Regions from separate parts of the Mus musculus genome. Here regions 2, 3 and 4 are each linked to region 1. The links are chromatin contacts, called in public Hi-C and promoter capture Hi-C maps. All regions are on one chromosome and are shown on one strand. The core of a region is the stretch at or near the end of the contact, and the rest is flanking DNA. Distances in the headings are between cores, read along the strand shown. Region 1 holds the start of Zfp189 (zinc finger protein 189). Region 2 holds the start of Txn1 (thioredoxin 1). Region 3 holds the start of Kif24 (kinesin family member 24). Region 4 holds the start of Dctn3 (dynactin 3).

What was found. Promoter capture Hi-C pulls out the DNA fragments that hold promoters and counts their contacts. Hi-C and Micro-C count contacts between places; a contact is called where the count stands out from the background.
Region 2: a Hi-C map of regulatory T cells shows a contact between it and region 1, with 20 times the contacts expected there. The contact joins the promoter of Txn1 here to the promoter of Zfp189 in region 1. A contact is called at or near these places in 1 of 39 promoter capture datasets (pre-B cells) and 2 of 484 Hi-C or Micro-C datasets (regulatory T cells and rod photoreceptor).
Region 3: a promoter capture Hi-C map of pre-B cells shows a contact between it and region 1. The contact joins the promoter of Kif24 here to the promoter of Zfp189 in region 1. A contact is called at or near these places in 1 of 39 promoter capture datasets (pre-B cells) and 1 of 484 Hi-C or Micro-C datasets (CD4 T cells).
Region 4: a promoter capture Hi-C map of pre-B cells shows a contact between it and region 1. The contact joins the promoter of Dctn3 here to the promoter of Zfp189 in region 1. A contact is called at or near these places in 1 of 39 promoter capture datasets (pre-B cells) and 1 of 484 Hi-C or Micro-C datasets (CD4 T cells).

What each region holds. Positions count from the first base shown.
Region 1 is chr4:49,518,883-49,523,867 of GRCm38.p6, forward strand. It overlaps Zfp189 (zinc finger protein 189), which reads left to right and starts at 2,294. Exons shown (of 3, transcript NM_145547.3): 1 at 2,294-2,713; 2 at 3,516-3,600. The coding sequence starts at 2,681. Mrpl50 (mitochondrial ribosomal protein L50) reads right to left here and starts at 2,201. Exons shown (of 2, transcript NM_178603.4): 1 at 2,080-2,201. The coding sequence starts at 2,171.
Region 2 is chr4:57,953,528-57,958,512 of GRCm38.p6, forward strand. It overlaps Txn1 (thioredoxin 1), which reads right to left and starts at 2,884. Exons shown (of 5, transcript NM_011660.3): 1 at 2,660-2,884. The coding sequence starts at 2,683. Gm35344 (a long non-coding RNA gene) reads left to right here and starts at 2,916. Exons shown (of 3, transcript XR_881303.3): 1 at 2,916-3,985.
Region 3 is chr4:41,462,371-41,467,355 of GRCm38.p6, forward strand. Kif24 (kinesin family member 24) reads right to left here and starts at 2,478. Exons shown (of 13, transcript NM_024241.2): 1 at 2,340-2,478. It overlaps Nudt2 (nudix (nucleoside diphosphate linked moiety X)-type motif 2), which reads left to right and starts at 2,778. Exons shown (of 3, transcript NM_025539.2): 1 at 2,778-2,810.
Region 4 is chr4:41,720,499-41,725,483 of GRCm38.p6, forward strand. It overlaps Dctn3 (dynactin 3), which reads right to left and starts at 2,665. Exons shown (of 7, transcript NM_016890.4): 1 at 2,537-2,665; 2 at 285-369. The coding sequence starts at 2,632. It overlaps Arid3c (AT rich interactive domain 3C (BRIGHT-like)), which reads right to left. Exons shown (of 8, transcript NM_001017362.2): 6 at 4,509-4,691; 7 at 4,207-4,296; 8 at 3,338-3,835. The coding sequence ends at 3,735.

The sequences.
Region 1 (4,985 bases), core at 1,044-3,543:
ATGTCCTCTCTAGAAGACAGTGTAGCTGCTGGCTCCTGCTGTGTCTATTCACCCTGCCCCCCTCTCTCTTTCCTTCCACACTCTCCCAAAGGCTGCCTCTGACCCCCTCCCAATAAACCTCCCATGTGAGACCTGCTGCACGGTGTGATTTATTTAGAACCGTGACGCTTATTTCTAACACTCCTTCCTCCTCAAGTTGCTTAGGTCATGGTATTTTAATCACAATAGAAACCCTAACAAAGACAATAACAAACATAAAAAGAAAGCCAGCACTAAGGTGAATTTATAGTAATAAATGACTACATCATTAAAGATTTTAAGCAACTTAATATTGAACCACATGAAACTAAAAAAAAAAAAAAAAGAAAAAAATGTAAATCCCAAAGTTAGCAAAACAAAAGCAATCATAAAGAGCAGAGCAGACACAAATCTCATAAAAAGAAACCAACAAAACTAAGGGCTAATACAGAAAACCTCAAAACCTCATGTAATTAAAATCAGAAATATACGGCGATACAAGAGATGTTTCACAAATAAAAAGTTACAAGAAGGAGCTTTACAGGCTGCAGAACCTAAAAGAAGCAGTTAAAGATCCCAGGTACATATAACCCTAAACCAAGAAAGAATACAAAGCCTCCGCCAGTCAATAGCAATCAGAGACATTTAATAAAGAGTCAGAAGTCGAGGGCTGGAGAGCTTTGAGCTCAGAAGTTAAGAGAACTCGCTGCTCTTCCAGAGTGCAGTCCTCAGCACCCACCTCAGGCTGCTAGCTCACAATCTCTTGTAACACCAAACTCAGGGGATCTGACGCCCTCTTCTGTCCTCCGAGAGTATCAGCACACATATATTTATACATACACATATGGACATAAATAAAATAAATCCTCAATAAAATCAGTGGTTTCTCTAGAGAAATAATAAATCACCCCCCCCCAAATGATCAAGAAATCTGGTTTGTTTATAACAGCAGGAAAAAAATATTTAGGAAAAAATAACCAAGCAGGTTAAAGATCTATACTCTAAAACTCTAAACCATCCATGAAAGAAACAGAAAACACACATATAAATGAAGAGACAGTCCATGTTCAATGACTGTTCCATGTCTGCACTACTTAAATACTTAACTCAAAAAAATCGAATGGCTTTTCCCAAAGACATAAAGAGCAATCTTAAATTACGAATAGCTGCAGCAATCATGAGCAAGAAAAACATGGAAGAAATTATGCTTCAAGATTTAAAATTCTAACACAGAGCTATGATGATTGACAATAAACAAAACAAACAAACAGAACGCAAAAAGGGATGTAAAAAGGTGGGATTGGCCTGACTGCTGAAATCTCTCCTCTATGTGAATATACATCACTACATCCATTTACACCTTAAAGAACGGTTACCTGAAAAATGAACAGTTTATCACCAACTGCCCCCCTTCTCCTATGAGGACAAAGATTTGGTCTAATTAACCACTTTATCTTTAATATTTATCATATAGTAAACACTAAAATATCTGTTGAGTGAAAAAAAAAAGAAATGAACTTGGGACATCTGACACTAACCAGGGAAAGGTTAGAGTTAATACATGGGGTGAGGATTCAAACTTCTAACTTAATACGTTCGTTGTTCTCTGAGGTCCCAGCGGTTAAATTTTCAGGCCCTAAATATTATCTAAGTAATATACATAGATCCCACAGGATGCAGTGAGGAAAACTGTGGATAAGCAGTTAAGTCACGGGGCTTCTGGATCCACCATGTGCGTGCTTCTCTTCAGTGGGCCTCAGTTCCCTCCCGTGTGGAACTAAAGCGTGGGAAAGAGAGTACTGCTGGGTACACACTTAGAGACACGGAAGGCATTTAGAAACTATTTGTTGTATGCATCAGTGAAATCTGGGAAAGCGCACCGTGTTGCCGTTAGAAGCGGTCCTGCCAATCGCAGAAACGTAAGCTTTTAGCTCGGATCCCTACTCCACGCTAACTCCTGAAGGCTCAGGACCAGGGTCCCATCTTAACCCTCTGAACTCGTCCCCTCCGCTTCTGATTACTTACGTGGAACTTAGACCATTGAGAAACACTCAGATTTACCTGGATCGAGACCAAAATTCTCTACGTGTTGCCAAGGGAAGCTTCCACAGCCAGCCTCTTCTTGCTAACCGAGACACGATCAGCGCCGCCATTCTCGACAAGCAACCCAAGAGCGCCAGACGTGCCCGACTCAGCCAATCAGATGAGAGCTTACTTCAGCGGCCCCTGACGTTGCCCAGACCTATGCATTCCGGGAAATGTAGTTCGCTTGCCATTTACGGAAGAAGGCGGTGGCTCGCTCCCTGGGCATGTTGGGAGTTGTAGTTGGAGCGGTTCCGCGAAGGCTCCGGGTAACGCCTTCTGGTCCGGGGGTGGTCGGTAGTAGTGCAGCTTGACTTTGAGGCGGAGGAATTGGCAACAAGGAGGAGATATTACAGGGAGACCCTAAGGCTAGGCAGCGGGACAGAGGACTGGGTTTGGGGTTGGAGGACAGCCAGACAGAACGTCTGATATGCCCCTAGGAACTTGACCGCTCCGAGACAGAGGCAGGACCACACCAGACCCATCCGGTGAGCCCCTTCTCGCCGAGCCTTATTTCCAACAGCCATCTAGGCCTCATCAGAGCCCCAATGTCGTGTGGCTGCTATTCCTGAACGAGGCGATGGCGTCCCCAAGCCCACCGCTGGAGCCAAAGGTGAGTTGCCCTTTCAAGAGATCTCCGTTATTTCGCCACTCCCAAGACAGCAAGGCCGCGCCATCACCTCTTCCCCTGTCCCCCTCCTGGCCATTTCTACAACTCTTAAGAAAGGACCCCAGTCAACTCCTGTGTACCCCTTGCTGCGGGACATACCCCTTGCTGCAAGGTGCTTTTAGTTCACTTACAAACTCCCCAAGGCCCCTTTTTCTTTTTTCCTTTCTTTCTTTTTTTCTTTTTTTCAAGAGTAACTTGATAAATCGGCTGGGGAAAATTAAGACTGCTCCAAGTTAGATCTCATTTATGAGTTTCTCAGGTGAGGCACTTTTTTCTTTCTTTTCTTCTTTTTTTTTTTTAAATCTCGTCTGTCCTCTGCAGCTAGCACAATGTCTGAACTCAAGGTGAGTGTTTAGAAAACCTAATGGAACTGCGTCGAATTGGGTCCCAAGCTGGTGTGGGTAGAAGCTTGGGGCGAACAGTGAGGCCAGGGAACGTTGGGGTGGTCTTAAGGCTGTTAACTAAAAACAGTCGTGGTATTAGTGTGTAATAACGAAAGCAGAGAAGACCTTCAGTTTGGAAGGCGTGGATCTAGACCAGTCCAGATCCTTTTCAGTGTGAGGTGCCATGAATTGAGCACCTTTTGGAACTCTTACTTACCGTGTTCCTCCTAGTGAATGGGAGCATGGTAAAGTGACAATAACTTCTCCCACTTTCAGTGGAGAGACCACTGGAACTGACTACAGAGAGAAAACAATTCCAGCAGTGGCTGACATTTGAGGCTATGGCTATGTTTCTTACTCAGGAGGAGTGGGGTTATCTGGATCCAGCTCCGAGAAGCCTGTATAAAGATGTCATGATGGACAGCTACGGAAAGCTGGTCTCGCTGGGTAAGAATGCACGCTTTTTCTAACTAAAATATCTAATAAGGTACTAACACTTAAACCCAGAATGCGTCAAGCAGTGTAACTGACACCAGCACTATTTTGTCCCAACCTTCTGATTCGGATCTTTCTACAACTCTGGTCTCCCTCGCTTCCTTGTTAGCAAAGGCTGGCTTTGGCAGCTTCAGAATCTCATTCCCAGACGGCTCTGTTGGCTCTGTACTTTCCTTCCCGGTTCATCTTCCCACGGCTCTCCTCCCACCCTCTTTTCACTCTGCCTTCTGGAGCCTGGGCTGCTCATCACACAGTGTTCCTTACCGCTCCGGCCTACACTGAAAGCTGGCACAGAGCCGAGCACACCACTTCTCTGGCAGACCTTCAAGTGGGGGCTGCTCATTCTCCCGGGTCCTCCTTCCTCTTGCTTTGTCTCAGGACTGGGAGGCAGAAGTTAAGTGTTCTCCCAGCTCTCCCAGTGCTTGTCCCAAAGCATTTATTTTTCCACCTTCCAGGAGCATGTCCTCATGTGGGGTCAGCAGTCCTGTTTCCCCCAGTGCTCCTGTTTATCATCATCTGTCACGACCCTCCCACTCCCACTACCTCCCACCCCCACCACCTCCCACTACCACCCCCCCACCACCACCACCCTGCTTAACCCAGTCATTGAGTGAGCTGCAGTGGGTCTTGATCCTGTAAACTTCAGGAACCCTGCTTTCCATACCATTGACTCTGGCCTTAATTTTGTTATGACAAGCAAGTCTGAAAACACAGTATCCTGGTCTCTGACCACTGTTGACAACTAAACAAAGAGCCAGAAAGGCTTGCTTCTTGCCCTGGTGGAGCCTAACTGCAGCTTACATTTCCGTCTTTCCTTCACCTTTCCACTTGAAGCAATTCATTCATAATGCATTTTCCGTCCCGTGATGTGTTCATGTCTCCCCCATGGTTTCAGTTCTCCCGACTTGTGAAGATCTCTTCTAATTGCCAGCATGTTGTCTGGCCACTTTGATACTATTGCTATACTTACTCTGCAAATTTCAAATCATGTATCTTTTATAAGATCTGTCCCTTCTGTCCCCTTCTACCTGATTCCCAAGCATCGCAGGATCAGTGTCCTACAAGTATCTAGTGAGGAGGGTTTTTTGTTTTCTTTTTGTTTTAGTTTGGTTTGGTTTGACTTCTTTGAGACGGGTTCTCACTGTGAGGCCCCGGTTGGCATGGAACTCACTCTATAGACCAGGCTGGGCTGGAGGATCAAGCGAGCCTAGGGCCTTGTTGATGCTAAACATCTTCTCTACCAGTGAAGTACAGCCCCAGCTCTTTACCTTAGTAACCCTTGTTCTAATATAGATTTATATCATGGTCTTCCCAACTTGGGGGAAAGAAAGAAACTT
Region 2 (4,985 bases), core at 1,634-4,133, 8.4 Mb after region 1:
CACCCTACCCTATGGAAGAACACCCAATCCTCTTATCTGCTAAGCCGTCTCTTTGGCCCTGGATACAGTTTTTAGGTTTTTAATTTCTATCTCACATTTTTTTTTCTTTCAAGGAAAACAATCACATGTCATTTCTGAGAACACTACAGAATGGCTACGACAGCTTCCAGAGACGTCTAGTCAGACTTGCCCATCAAATCCATGTCTGGGTGTGAAGAGCGGGCAGAGCAATGGAAACCACTGTTCCCAACCACCACTGGTTGTTGCAGATAATTCTCTTACAAAATCTCCCCTTATGTAATTATCAGAGGCCACAGCACCTATTCTTTATTGTAAGACACAGGTCAAGGTGGTATGGCAGGCTGCTCTGATGACACCCACATCTGGACCACGATTGATCCTCAATAAGAAAAGAGTCATTCCAGAGCCAGAGCTGCCAGAAACACGCCCTGCGACGCAGGAGGAGGAGTCTCTAGGGAGCGGCCTGGACCTTGCTCCTTAGCAGTCACCTGGGGTACCGATCCAAATCCGAGGGTCCTTAGCTGGGACCTGAGTCCCAGTTGATGAGATTACATGACAAAACAGGGCAAACTGCATCTCAAACACTCTCAAGGTTTACCCCCAAAAGCTATGAGGCAAAACCAAGCAACACTACTCAAAATACTGAAAATGCGGCTCACAATCCTAATTTCGGGCTTCAGTGAACACCAATTACAGAGGCAGGGATGTGCAAACTTGCAAAACAAGTTTTCTTCTGCCGATCTGTATTGGCTTGAAGAGTATTCAAAATTATCTACTAAGAAGCACATCACAATTTTTAGCTCTAGAAACCAATAACCACAATTGGCAAGTGTCGCCAGTACTGACACCAATAACCTGGAGACAAAACAACACACCCGGAGTAGACCGGAGCAGATGCTATCATCTCTTTTCTCAAACATACCCAATTCAGGGGCTGGCAAGATGGCTCAGCACATTAAAGTGCCTGCCACCAAGACCAACGAACTGAGTTCAATACCCACGACCCACAAGGTAGAAGTGAGCCAACTCTCTCAAGTTGTCCTCTGACCACTGCCAATGGATGCCCCACCCCTATATGTGAATATAAACCGAAACAGAAAGCCCCAACAACAAAACCATATTCAGCAAATAACAAAGTGTTCTTTGCTTTTTTTTTGAGACAGCCCAGCCTCCTGAGCGCTGGGGATTAGAGGCATGAGCCAACGCCTTGGTCTAACACGTGGTCTGTGAAGCACTGAGCAAAGTGTGTGTGTAGTTCAAGGAATAATTTTATTCTTAAAGATAAACACGGCAAATCAACTGTTGATTTCTGAGCCATTATATCATAGCCTATTATTCCACTCCTGTGTGGAGATTGACCCCAGGGGCCTTTAACTACCCACACAGTCGTCAGAAATAAGGCTACATTTTACATAGTTTAATTAATCAACTTAAGCCCATCACATGAAATTTATGTGTATTCAGTTTAACTTCTGATTCTGGGCGACTCCGATCAGAGCCTTGGTAGCAGGCTTTTGGGGCCCAAGCTTTTTCCGAGTAACTGGTTTCCTGGCACCAATGTACACCGCTCCTATTGGAATGGCAAAGGTTCCATAAGTAGGTCAGTTTAAACAGATAAGGATCCAACTGGGTGCTGGGACTAATATGGCTGGTAGTGGGTGAGCCAACTTTTGTACTGAGACCCAACCAGGTGCTCAAAACTGGAGGGCGCGGACCTGTCTTCCACGGATTTCCTAGTTTAAGGGTGAGCCAGTCTTTCACACATCAATTTCCACCCCCAACCTCCTTTCACTTTTCATTTTATAAATATTCCCCGAATAGTTACAGTGTAACAGGCTCTGGGTTTCCCAATCTGGAGGATATTTTGGTTCTCAGTAACTTTCGAATATGGTAACAGTTTTTCCCTTGGGTATTATTTTTCTTTTCCCAAAGGGCAGGACTTTGTACTTGACTACTCCCTGGGGGAGAGCCCTGGTTCCAGCAAAGCCCACTTATGGAGGGTCAATCACTGAAACCTTAAGGTTGCGAGGCCCCGGGGCCAGACTTTGGGGACTGAGTCATTCCAAAGCCAGAGCTGCCGGAAACACGCCCTGCGACGCAGGAGGAGGAGTCTCTCGGGCGCGGCCTGGACCTTTCTCCTTAGTAGTCACCTGGGGTACCGATCCGAGGGTACTTAACTGGGACCCGAGACCCACCCTCATGCACCGACCTGGCCTGTGTCCTCTAGGCGGCAGGTCACTGATGGAGGGAAACTAAGGCCGAGCCCAGCAGTACAACACACCCGCGCGGCGTGTGGCACCGCGTACTCGAGAAGTGGCGGCTCTCCATCTTTTCCTAGAGATCCTAAATCCTGATTCAGTTGGGGCACGGGAAGGGGGGAGTGTCACAGGAGGACCCCGGTCCATCTCTTCACCTCCGCCAGATTTGGGCTGGCGGTAGGGAGTGCAGCTCCGGGGACTCAGGTGCTGCCCACGAGTGCATCTCCCGTACCCGGCGTTCCAGGGTCCCCTCGTCCCCTCCCCCAGGGCATGCTCCACCGCCGAGGGCGCACACAGGCCCTGGGCCGCTAAGCCCGCGGGGACACCGAGAGTGTCCTCTTCAGCACCGCGGGATGTGCGCGGCGCCCGGGCATGCGTACCTTGCTCTCGATCAGCTTCACCATTTTGGCTGTTGCGGGGAGGGAGCCACACGCGTCTCAGCAGAACCAGATGGAAATGGATCCAAGGCGCCCAACGGAGCTTGCAACCGAGTGCGGCGCCCGCCTTCTCTTTATAGAAATAGGGCGGAGCGCAGCAGGGCGGGGCGGACGGGCACGCGCGGCGGGGACGCGCTTCCCGCCTCCCGCGTCCGCCAAGGCGCCTGGGCAGGCCGCGCCTAGACCACGCCCCCAAGAGGTGGGGCGGTTTTCCAGGGGGCGGAGCCAGAGTCGGCTACTAGTGCAGCCTGGGGACTGTCCTAGCGCTGGCCTCACTCCTGGCTTCCCCGCCCCACTCTAAGCTGCCGAACAAGAACCTTAGTTTATAAGGGGCGGAGCTAGCACAGGCTCCTGGAGCAGCTTCGGGTTTTTCCAGGCTCCAGACGCCGCGCGGCAGCTACCCCTAAGAGCCAACTTCCAGCTGCCTCAAGGGCACTTTAACAGCGAACAGCGCCGGGGTAGATCACGGTCCTCTCTCACACCGTAGAGTCCTTCTGTAATCACACTGCCCATGCCCCAAACTAGACCTAAGTCAGATACTTCCAGATTGGGGCTGGGGACAGTCCCTAGGACTGCCCAGGCAGAGGTGTATCCTTAGACTAGGGCGGCCATGCTGCAGTTCGACTCAAAGTGCTGAGTAACGATGACCAGGAAGTGTCTCAGTGCGCGTCCTCGCCAACTTTCTGGGTAGTTCTTTGCCGCTTCTTTCTCCTCTCTCTCTCCTATTCCTTAACTTTAACAGGTGAACCTGCTACTGGGAGAGGCACAGAGCCGTTTAGAGCCCTGTTCTGTGCCCCATGCACATGTAGGCATGATAGAGATCGGATAGTCTAGCTCCCAGCATTGTCTTGAAGGATTTAAGGGCTTGAAAACTGACTGAGGACAGCGTTTGGCCCATAAGGAAGCACTCAATGAATTATTCTAATTATAGTCATCGCGAGCGCTAATTAAGCTTGCGTGGTGCCTTGTGGGGCCTTGCTGAGTTTGGCTGCCTTGTATTTACAATGACAGTATAGGCTTTGAGGAGATTTTTCCGCCTTGGGAGAGGACGCCAGGAAGAGTCTTCTTCAATGATAACTGAGGTGATGTTCAGGAGGACAGGGCATGGTGGAAGAAGCTAAGATTCTTAAGGTGGCTTTGTGCAGCCCCAAGAGTGCCGCTGTATGTTCTGGTGAAGCAGCTGAGGTGGAGACTGGACAGAGCCAGCATCCTGGGAGGAACTCACCAAGCCTGCATTTGGAGAGCCGATCTAGATAAATCTACATCGAGGTGAAGCACGGGAGGCTAATGAAACTGTGTCTCAGCCACCCTACCCCTACCCACTGGCTTCCCTTGTTCAAAACATTTAAAATACCAGAACCAGTTGTGCGATGTTTTTGAAGGGCTGAGGAATTCAAGTAATGAGTGAGGATGTAGACAAGAGGGAGTGTTCTGAACATAGCCCTAGACTGCGGGTGGATGCTGCCCCAAAGGCAGTAGCCTTCCCTTTAGGACAGCTGAGGCAGAGAGGAACCCCAGGCAGATGAGCAGAATCTATTAATTCTCTTTGCAGCTGTCGGGTCTTTTCAGTCCAGCTACATTCCAGGTTTCTGGCTTTTTGGTAGTCAAACACTGACCTGTAGAACTTGGAAGGGTTCCTCCCTTAGCTGGCACCTCTCCACAGACCCTCAGATGTCCACTGATTCTGCTAGGAAGGCATGACTCCCTGGCACCTGTACAGTACCAATACACATGGGTAAATGTGGGGGATATCGACAATAAGAGAATGAAGAACTGGGAGGTTAGAGTGAGTGTTAAGATTCTTCACAGCTCTGCCAGCTCTCCTGTCTGCATCCCCACTTAAGTAGCTCTGTCTCTCTAGGGCAGTTTATTTAGCTTTTCTGTGCCCCAGGTTCCCTTGCGAAATGAAAATAATACCACCGTATGCTGAAGGTTTGAGTTACAATACTGTATGTGTAACGAGCTGAGAAATGTGTCCACTGCTTAGCACCCTGTGAACCGACCACGTGAACAGCGACAGGCTGTTATACTGAACGGCATCTGTCTGAGACGAGGGCAGAGAGCTGGGGTGGATGGGGCGACTATAAAACAGGTGTTAGTCTTGAGTAATCAGGAAGTTGGCAAAAAAGAAAACAAAACCAAACTAAAAACCACAGATGCTGTAACATGAGTCTCAGAGGAAAAGGGATGTTTGTTTGTTTGTTTTTTTCTCCTGAACAGTGGAAAGATGTGAGCTGAACCTGTCCTTCAGCAAGATCCCTGTGTATAG
Region 3 (4,985 bases), core at 1,228-3,727, 8.1 Mb before region 1:
ATACCTGATGAATGGACAGAGGCTGCATTGTTAATATTTTCTGAAGAGAGTGATCACAGAATTCTCTCTGTAGAATATAAATGCAAAGAAAAGAAATGTTTTAAAGGCAGGCAAGAGGGCTTGACCCATGAAGGCCCTTTCTGCCAAGCCTGAGTAAGCCTGGAGGAAAGGCCTACTCCCCAAAAGCCACCCTCTGTTCATACAGACACACAGCAAGCAAAACAAGTAATAAAAGGCTTAGACATTTTTTTCAAAGTGAGTATGTTGGTTTATATTTATAATTGCAGCACTCAAGAAGCTGAAACAGGATATTGCATGTTCCAGGACAGTCTGGACTACAGTCTAAAATGCTAGCCCCAAAAAAAGTTTTTAAAAAAATGGGAGCTGGAGAGATGGCTTAGCACTTAAGAGCGTTAGCTGTTCTTTCAAAGGACCAGGGTTCTACTCCCAGCACCCACATGGAGTCTCACAACTGTCTATAACTACAGCTGTAGAGAATCCAACACCCTCTTTTGGTTTCCTTCATACTGCACACATACAAGGTACACAAACATACAGGCAAAACATTCATACACATTGTCTTAGTCAGGGTTTCTATTCCTGCACAAAACATCATGACCAAGAAGCAAGTTGGGGAGGGAAGGGTTTATTCAGCTTGCTTACACTTTCCACACTGCTGTACATCACCAAGGGAAGTCAGGACCAGAACTCAAGCAGGTCAGGAAGCAGGAGCTGATGCAGAGGCCATGGAGGGATGTTCTTTACTGGCTTGCTTCCCCTGGCTTGCTCAGCTTGCTCTCTTATAGAACCAAGACTGCCAGCCCAGAGATGGCACCACCCACAAGGGGCCCTCCCCCCTTGATAACCAATTCAGGAAATGCCGTACAGCTGGATCTCATGGAGGCATTTCCTCAACTGAAGCTCCTTTCTCAGTGATAACTCGCGCCTGTGTCAAGTTGACACACAAAACTAGCCAGTACACAAATAAAATTAAACAAACAAACCAACCAACCAACCAACCAACCACCTGAAATAAAGGTCAAGGAAATGGCTTGGTAGGTAAATGCACATAACCTATAATAAGCCTAATGGTTCAAATTCAATGCCTAGAACCCACATAAAAGGTCACATGTGGTACTGCACATGTGTAACCCTAGCACTCCTAGGGAGAAGTAAGTGTGTGTGTGTGTGTGTAAGATAGAAATATCCTGGAGTATGCACTGCAGCAGCAGAAACAAGCTGCTTAAAAAACATGGAAAATGAGAACCAGTTCCTCAAAGTTGTCCTCTGACCTTCACTTGAGTGCTCACACACACACATACATACACACACACACATATACATATACACACACACATACACACACACTGTTAAGTGAAAAAAACTCAAAGTCAAATAATTGATTTCAGTTTCCAAAGCACAGATAAAATGTTACGATAGTTGGTGGTCAGTAAACAACAAGAGGAAATCCTCGGGCATATAAGGACAGAATGGCCTGTTATAAGCAAATACATTTAGGGGTTTGAGAAGAGGTACTTGTAGGCCAGACTACAATGTGGAGAGAGCACGTCTCTCTGATTGAGAACTTTGTCTCAAAACCAACCAACAAACAAAAGCCACACAAACAAAAACTTAAAAAAAGAAAAGCAGTAAATAATGAAGTAATGTATGTATGCTAGCGGTCAGCTTGCTTTCTCCACTCTATTACTGCTCAGAATTCCCTGCCTTGGGAATGTTGCCACCCACACTGAGCAGGTCTTCCTGCCCCCAACGTGGGAACGCCAACGCTGAATTTTCTGTCTCTTGTATATGAGATTAGGGTGTCCTCTCTCTTCCACCTGCCCCCAAATCGACTTTGAATGGGACAAGGCAGAAAGATAACTGAATCTATTTGTAGTGAGTGAAAGCCAACTGAACAAATATTTCCTTAAAAAAACAAAACAAACAAACAAAAAACTAATATGCGTAAGACGCTGTGGAAAGGCTTGTCTTATCTCAGAGGTCAAAATTATATGAGAAAAAAGGAGAATGAGGTTTGCGGAAGTTCACAAAACAACCGAAAGTCCAATCGAAGCGCTCTGAAGAGCGTGTCTCAAAGGCAAGAGGCCTTTGGGGTACTCAGAAAAGCCTCAAAGCTGGTGGTGGTCGAGGTAATTGCTGAAGAGGCGGTAGACAGGGAGATGAAACGTGAGAGAGCGCGAGAACCCTCGAAGAACCCGAGAAGCCAAGTTCTAGTTACCCCGCAAATACCGGTCTCGGCTCGCGCCGCTCGCAGACAGGAGCACCCGCTCCCGCGCAGGCGCAGAGCCTGGGCTCAAGCTAAAGCCACCGTTTCTCACCTCAGGGCAATCCCGGCTCCTCCTCAGTCAGTTTTCAGGGAGGACCGAAGAAATAGTGCGGTGAGGAGAAAGCCCTAAGGCCGGGCTAGCAGAGCGTCCGGTCAACCCGCCTTAGGTGTCCGCCAGGCCACATCCCCATGGCAACGCCACAAGCGCCAGTTCGAACGCGCGCGCCGACGCCCGCCCGCCCGCGGTCCCGCAGCACCGACCAATGGTCATTCACAGAGCCTGTCACCTCTCCTCTAAAAGGCCAATCAGAAATCAGAAGGGGAAGGGGGCGGTTCATTCTCCACCAATGGTTCAGCTTGAGGCAGATCTCGCGACGGTCCCAGCCAAAAAACCACGCCTCAGGGGCGGGTGGAAGCGCCTGATGCCCAATTCTGTGGCTCGTCTGAAGTGCAGCCGGGCTCTTCTGATTGGCTGGCGCGCTACGTCTCCGTTCGAGGACCGCCTCCTGCCTCTGGGCTACGGGTGAGTGCTGTGGGGCTGGGGGGCGTGGGGAGTGTCGCGGGCTCCTGACCTGTTGCTGCGGGGACGGAGCTGGCAGTGAGGCGCGTGTAGGCCAGGCCCCATCCACTCGCGGGACCTCGGTTTATCTCTGTGCACCAGAGAGGACTAGGTTCAGTGGTGAGGGCGTGGGTCGGAAGAATCCCAGAGGCAGAGAGATTCACCTTTGGGACTTAGCGGGCCAATCATATCTTCTCCCTAGGCTTGCTTTGTAGTTATCGATTAAACCCTGCCTGCATTCCAAAAGATCTTACGTTTGGTAAAAATTATTACTTGTGTGTGTGTGTGTGTGTGTCTGTGTCTGTCTATGCGCGCCACGTGCGTGCAGATGCTCTCAGAATCCAGAAGGCGTCGGATCCCAGGAGCTGGAGTTAAACGTTGTGTGGGCCACCTGGTATAGGTTCCGGGGAACCGAACCCCAATCTTTTGGAAGAGTGACAGGTGCTCTTTAGCCCCCAGAGATAGAAAGTCACAAGATTCCCGTCTTAAGAAAAAAAGGCGAAACAGCTTAAATCGAGAAGAGTCAAGTTGCCAATGCAGAAATGTTCTAATGTCCAGTGGCAATTAAGCTTAATGATGTTAGAAATTGGACGTGTCTGCATTTGATTAACTACTCAAAAATATTTCTGAACCATAGTTTTATTTTTTTTTTCCTTTTGTGAAAAATAATAGTAATGCTTCAACGGGTTGCAAAGACTATTGGGAAAAAATGCTTGGCCAGGCCTAGCCTCTCAGGTCAAAAAGGAACCACCAGCATAGTAGGAACAAATCCAGTAGCCAGCATGTGTGCAGCTTCATATGTACTTTAATGGAGTGCTCGTTTTTAGCTCAAAAATGAGCGATTCGGGGGCCTGGAGAGATGGTTCAGTGGTTAAGAGCCCTTAACCTCTCTTCCAGAGAAATTTGAGTTCATTTCCCAGCATCCATGCCAAGTGGCTCACAGTAGCCTCCCAACTCCTGCTCCAGGGCATCCATGGCCCTCTTCTGGACTCTTCAGGCACCCACATACCACACACAACTGGCAGACACACAAGACATAAACAAAAGTAAATCACTAATCAGTTAAAGAATAAATGTAATTCTTACTAATAAGGAAATACAGTATTCAAAAGAGAAAATTGACAATATATTAAAGGGAATTAATCTTGTTGATCTTTAAAAATTACTAATACTTAGTGTGAACACTGTTTATCAGCTGTTTCCTGAAAAATATAAAAATGATAGTGCATGTCTTTATTCCTAACAGAGGCTGGAGGATCTCTGAGTTCCAGGAGAGACAGGACTATGACACAGAGGTGGGGAAATTCTTGATTCAACTATTAGAAAGAGTTGACTGCCAGTATAATACAGAGAAGCATTCAGGTGGCCTATTATAATACAAGATAAGAGTGACTGGCATGTATTCATGTCTGTCTACACATACTTTAAACTCTCAACAATGAGAAATACACGTTAGAGTCACTTTACAAATGAGGACCTGTCTTTCAGGTAACAACCTGACCTGAGTGGCTAAGTTTCTTTCACAGCAGTGTCAGGTATACTTTTCTATCTTGTACTGTTTTGAACTGAAAGAGGGTGAAAATATTTGGAATACCAGATAGGAAAGGGGGTGATTAGACAGGTAAATGCACCCAAATTCAGGGAAAGTGGCTCGTCTTAGTCAGGGTTACAACATCTGTGAGGAAACTGACCCAGAGCAACTTGAGGAAGAAAGGGTTTGTTTGGCTTACTCATCCTTATCACTGTTCGTTGTCAGAAGGAATCTGGAGACAGGAGCTGATGCAGGGACTGTGAAGGCGTGCTGCTTACTGGCTTGCTCCTTGTGGCTGCTCTGCCTGCTTTCTTATAGAGCCCAGGACCCTGAGTGCAGGGATGGCCCCACCCACAGTGGGCCATCCACATCAATCACTAAGAAAATGCCCTATAGGTTTGCCTACAGCCCAGTCTCATAGAAGCATTTTCTAAACTTGAGGCCCCCTCTGTTGGAGACCATACCGTGAGAAAGTAAGCCTTTCGCAGTTTCCCACCCTAATAAGTCAAATGGCCTTGTGTTAGGAGCCGGTCACCTCCTCCTCCCTATCCCTTCCTGGCACCTAGACCCTAGAAATTTGAATTATAGTCTCCTCTTCCTTATCTCTT
Region 4 (4,985 bases), core at 1,415-3,914, 7.8 Mb before region 1:
CAAACTTGCCTAGAGAAATATCATACCCTATCCCCCAAGGAGGAATCCTATCCACCAAGGGGAGCTTCGAAGAAAAAGTTTCAGTCCCCAACAATGGGCACTGGGCATAGGCTTGAGATTTACCTACAAGAAAGCACGCTCAATTTACCACATCAGCAGTGATATGCCTTCATTCCTCGAGGGGCTACTCTACCAACAGACACACAGGCTGACAGGCGGGGTCAGGTTTCAAGGGGTACAGACACGGGAGGCACTGCAATGAGAAACCTAACACAAGTGCTTACTCTTTTTGTAGAGAATCTTCACCCTCTCCCTCTTACTGGCAATGTTCCCTAAAGCCACCTGCACCTTGACCAGACCGTCAGCCACCTGAAAGGAAGCAGAGGTTAATTCCAAGGTATACCACTTGGCTTAACTCAGAAGAACTTGGATGTGATGGTCCATGCCTTTAATCCCAGTACTCCAGAGGCAGATGAAGGCAGATCTCTGTGGGATTTTGAGGTCACCCTGGTTTATATGACAAGTTCCAGGACAGCCAAGGCTATTTAATAAAGTCTGTGGGGGTGGGGTAGAGGGAGGGAGGGAGGGAGGGAGAGAGACATACAGAGAGAGACACAGAGAGAGAGACAGACAGTGAGAGAGAGAGAGAGAGAGAGAGAGAGAGAGAAGAGGGGCTGGCGAAATGGTTAAGTGGGTAAGAGCACTGACTGCTCTTCTGAAGGTCATGAGTTCAAATCCCAGCAACCACATGGTAGCTCACAACCACCTGTAATGAGATCTGACGCCCTCTTCTGGTGTATCAGAAAACAGCTACAGTGCACTTAATGTATAATAAATAATTAAGTCTTTGGGCAGGATGGAGCAGGGACTGAGAGGAGTTGACCAGAGAAAGCAGAGGCCCTAAAATTCAATTCCCAACAACCACATGAAGGCTCACAACCATCTGCACAGCTACAGTACTCACATACATAAAATAAATAAATAAATCAATCTTTATTAAAAAAAAGAGAGAAAGGAAGGAAGGAAGGAAGGAAGGAAGGGAAAAAGGAAGAGGAGAGGAGAGGAGAGGAGAGGAGAGGAGAGGAGAGGAGGAAGAAGGAAGACCTGGAAGAAGGATCCTTATCTCTCTGTAGACTTTCAAGTCTTTGAAGGTCTTTCAACTTTAGGTGCCTTTAATGTGAGAGGGAATGAATCATGCTCTCCTTTGCAGGATAGGGTGTGAGTATTTGTCTGCTTGGGGAGATAATAAACTAATTTAGGCTTTAATGGGGCATCCTTACATACTATATATTTCCTGGTTCCTAACCCCTATATTTGGGCATGATATATGCAAATACCCTCACCCAGGTCTTTCTTAGCTCAAGGCTGGGGAACGAACTGGCTGGCCTAGCTCTAGCCTCATACCCTCCACATCAAGTCTAGTACAGGAGACGGAACACTCTGGGATCCCAAAGACAGTGCAATCCCCATCGTAGAGAATACAGAAGAGAATCAGTTTAGAGGCAGAATACAGTTAGTAGTTAAGGGTTTGAGCTTAAGATGTCTGCGGGATAGCCCAGTGGAGGAGACCAGTAGACAAAGATCAATCGGGTTCTCGGAAAGTCTGAAACAGAGCTACACACTGGAAACATAAAGACGTGAAATGAGTAACTGAAATCACGGCAGTGAACGAGCCTGCCTAGGACTTAGGATTCTAACAGTCAAGAGTCAGCTGGAGCCGGAGGCTGAGGAAATGAACGACTTCACTCAAGGCTTGTGTAAAAGGTGAATACTAATATTTAAGGGACTAACACACAAGGGAAGGCACACAAATAGATGCCAAAGGGGGAGAGTGTTTCGAAAAGTTGGTTCTCAAACTGGAACAGAATGTGCTGGTGACAATTTTACAAAAAAATACAGAGACACATCATTACCTTTGTTCCAGAACATTCTTAATTCTACCAGAAGCGCTCCAGTAAATGGTTTCAACATCGTAAAAAGGGATTTTAGGGCACCTCTAAATTTTTGTCAAAATTCAGACACGATGTTCGCCCACATCTGGACACTTAGGGCTCAATTACTAATCTTCCTTTTCTGGGCCTGCTCAGACCTCACCGCTCACCCTTTGGAGCCTGTAGCACCTGTGCTCTGCCTCCTCTAGGACTCCTGTCTACGCGTAATTCATTTAGCAATTAATTTTGCATGGCTCTAGGATGACACTCCACTGCGGGCTTCAGCTCTTACTGAAACTCCCATTAATCAATTTTTAAATGCGTCTGGTCTCCTTAGAACGCCTGTGAGCGCGCGGAGTTTTTGTGAAAGTTGTCACCGAACCCATCTTAAAAAGGCTTAAGCATCTCCCCCATCCCAATCCCCTCGGGAACGGACCTCAAGGGTCCGATTGGTACCAGGAGGTTCTAGATCTTTGTTATTTATTTCAGAGCCTGGGCTGAGGACGACCTGACAGAAGTGGTAGCATCCGACCCTAGGGCAGGGCCAGTGGACCGCTCCTGTCCCGCTCTGCCCCACAAACGGATCAATAGACCGGACCCCTCACCTTCCTGGAGCCTCGGGTCCCGCCCGGCCCGTACACCCAGCGCTCCAGCTCCTCCACTCGAGACTGTAGCCGCTGCACATCGGTCAGAGCCGCCATCGTTTCTGCAGCCTGGCCGCAGCAACCCGGAACAGCCTGAGGGTGGGACGTCCGCCTAAATAAGAAGACTGGCCAATCCGAGAGCACCGTCACGCCTTGTAGGAAGTGACGTCACTGTTTAGGCTTTGGATGTCGGAAATAACCGATGTCAAAGCAATCTGGTTACCTAGGTAACGTTCTGGGTCCTAGTTCTACCCTGGTTTCCAGGACTTGGTTGTCAAGACTTTTAGTGCTCTAAATCCAAGATTCGAAGAGATTTCCTCCCCTCCCCCATTCCCTGAGAGTTAGCGTATAAATATACCTATTATTCCAAGATAGGTTTATACCCATAGATCAGTAGGCAGCTTCTTGGGAGAGACACCATACATTTTTGGAATCTTTTAAAGATCAAGTGATTTGTACGTAAGCCTCTTGTTGTCAGGACGTACACCCAAACAGTCTGATTTGTGACCGCGCTCTGTGTGGTGGTGCTAGGAGAGAAAGGAGAGACAGAAGGATGACTGTAAGTTTGAGGCCAGCCTGCTCTACACAGTGAGTTCAAGACCAGTCAGGGAACAATGTAGAGAAAGCTTGCTTCCCTTCAAAAAAAAGTGCTCTTCTATTCTCTCAGAGCTTTGTTCTTCTGCTTCCACTTGGACAGCTCAATGTAGTCTGTGGATCCCCCACCTCCCAGACCCAAGCAAGAAGAGGAGGCACAGGAGACACGGGAAGTACAATTTTATTTTCCAGATGCAACCCAAGGGACATCTTCACATTCAAATCCAATCCTTCACCTGCTTCCTGAAAAGGAGCAGAATTGACTCAAAGAGGTGGGGTACCAAAGGTGACACTGACATAGGGGTTACATGACGGAGTGATAGGGGTTCTCGGGGGAAAGCTCTTTGGTAGATGCTGCTGAAATTAGCTAGGGAGACAGTGTCTGCCTTTTACGGTGAGGTAGATGGAACGTAATATAAATCCCTTTGGTGTGGAGGTGGCATGCTGACATCAACCAGGACTGGATCCCAGAGTGGGCGTCACATCCTGAAAGAATCAAGGTAGGAGGGTGCCTTCTCCCCCCCTAAGCAATGATATTGGGACTCTTGGTTCTCAGTAGCTGCTTTCAGGGCAAGGTACTGGAAGGGGGCCCTGTAGAGGGTAGAGGTGGAGGATTGGTTGGACCCAAGGAAGCTGGCACAGGTTGGCGTCGAGCAAAGAGGATACCTGATAAAGGGTATAAGAGATGTAAAATTAAAAAATAAACGAGAGAATGTGGGACTCCCACAAAGCACGGACAAGTCCCTCTGACCAGTGAGAAGCTCCTATGCCGTTGTGGGTAGCTTGAAGTAGGTGCGCAATAAATACTCACAGATCTGTGACAAAGCAGACATCCCATGGCAACCATGCTGCATAGACCATGCTGGGACCCCATGCCTTGTAGACAAACTCTTGAATCCATTTTAATGTAACAATCCTCTAAACCCCCAAGCAAGTTCAGATACTCCTGAACGTCATGCTCATAGAGAAAATCTAAAATCCCCCATGCCAATGAAAAAGCCAACTTCATGCCAATATAGACCCTGTAATTCCCATACCAGTGTAGACCACCCCATTGATCTCTAGTGCCACGTTGATACTGCTGATGCCACTGCCTGCCAGATTGAGGGGCCCATCCAACCGCTCTTCTGTCCAGAAGAAGGCAGGGAAGTCACATTTGGGGGGAAGCAGATTTCACACTTAGACTCCTTCCTCATTCCTGCACTTGAACCCCATACCATAATTATGCGTCTGTCTATCAAGGGACCTGCCTGTACCACCTCCAGCATTCAGCATGTGAAGAGTCTACTTTCCCTCAACTCACTAGCCCAAAGCCCTTCTCTAACAAGCCCTTCCTCACCCCTTAGGGGAGCCTTGCCACGGGGCAGGAAACTGGGGGGTGCCCCCAGTCGAGGTGAGTCCACGGGGCCCATTAGCACAGCCCTCTTCTCCGGAGGTTCTTCCGGTGCCAGCTTCTCCCTTGTAGCTTCCGAGGCCAAGCCCATAGGTAGCGCCAGACGAGGGGGTGGGATTCCACTCTCCTCTGGTGAAAAACAAAACAAAACAAAACAAAACAAAACAAAACAAAACAAAACAAAAAACATGCCATTCTGGTCCAACCAACCCGTGTTTGCATTTGATTCTTCCCTAGACCTGGGACCAATAGAGACGGTACCGGCAGATAAGCCAGGTTGTCTCTCCTCCCATCCAAAGACTCTGGCCTAGAGAATGAAGATGTGGAGAAAAAGGGGCCAGCATATATAGGTCCGGGCTGGTTTAGGTCAGAGAATGTGCACGCTTTCTTTGCTCTTTGTTGTTAAATAAGTCACAGAAGTTG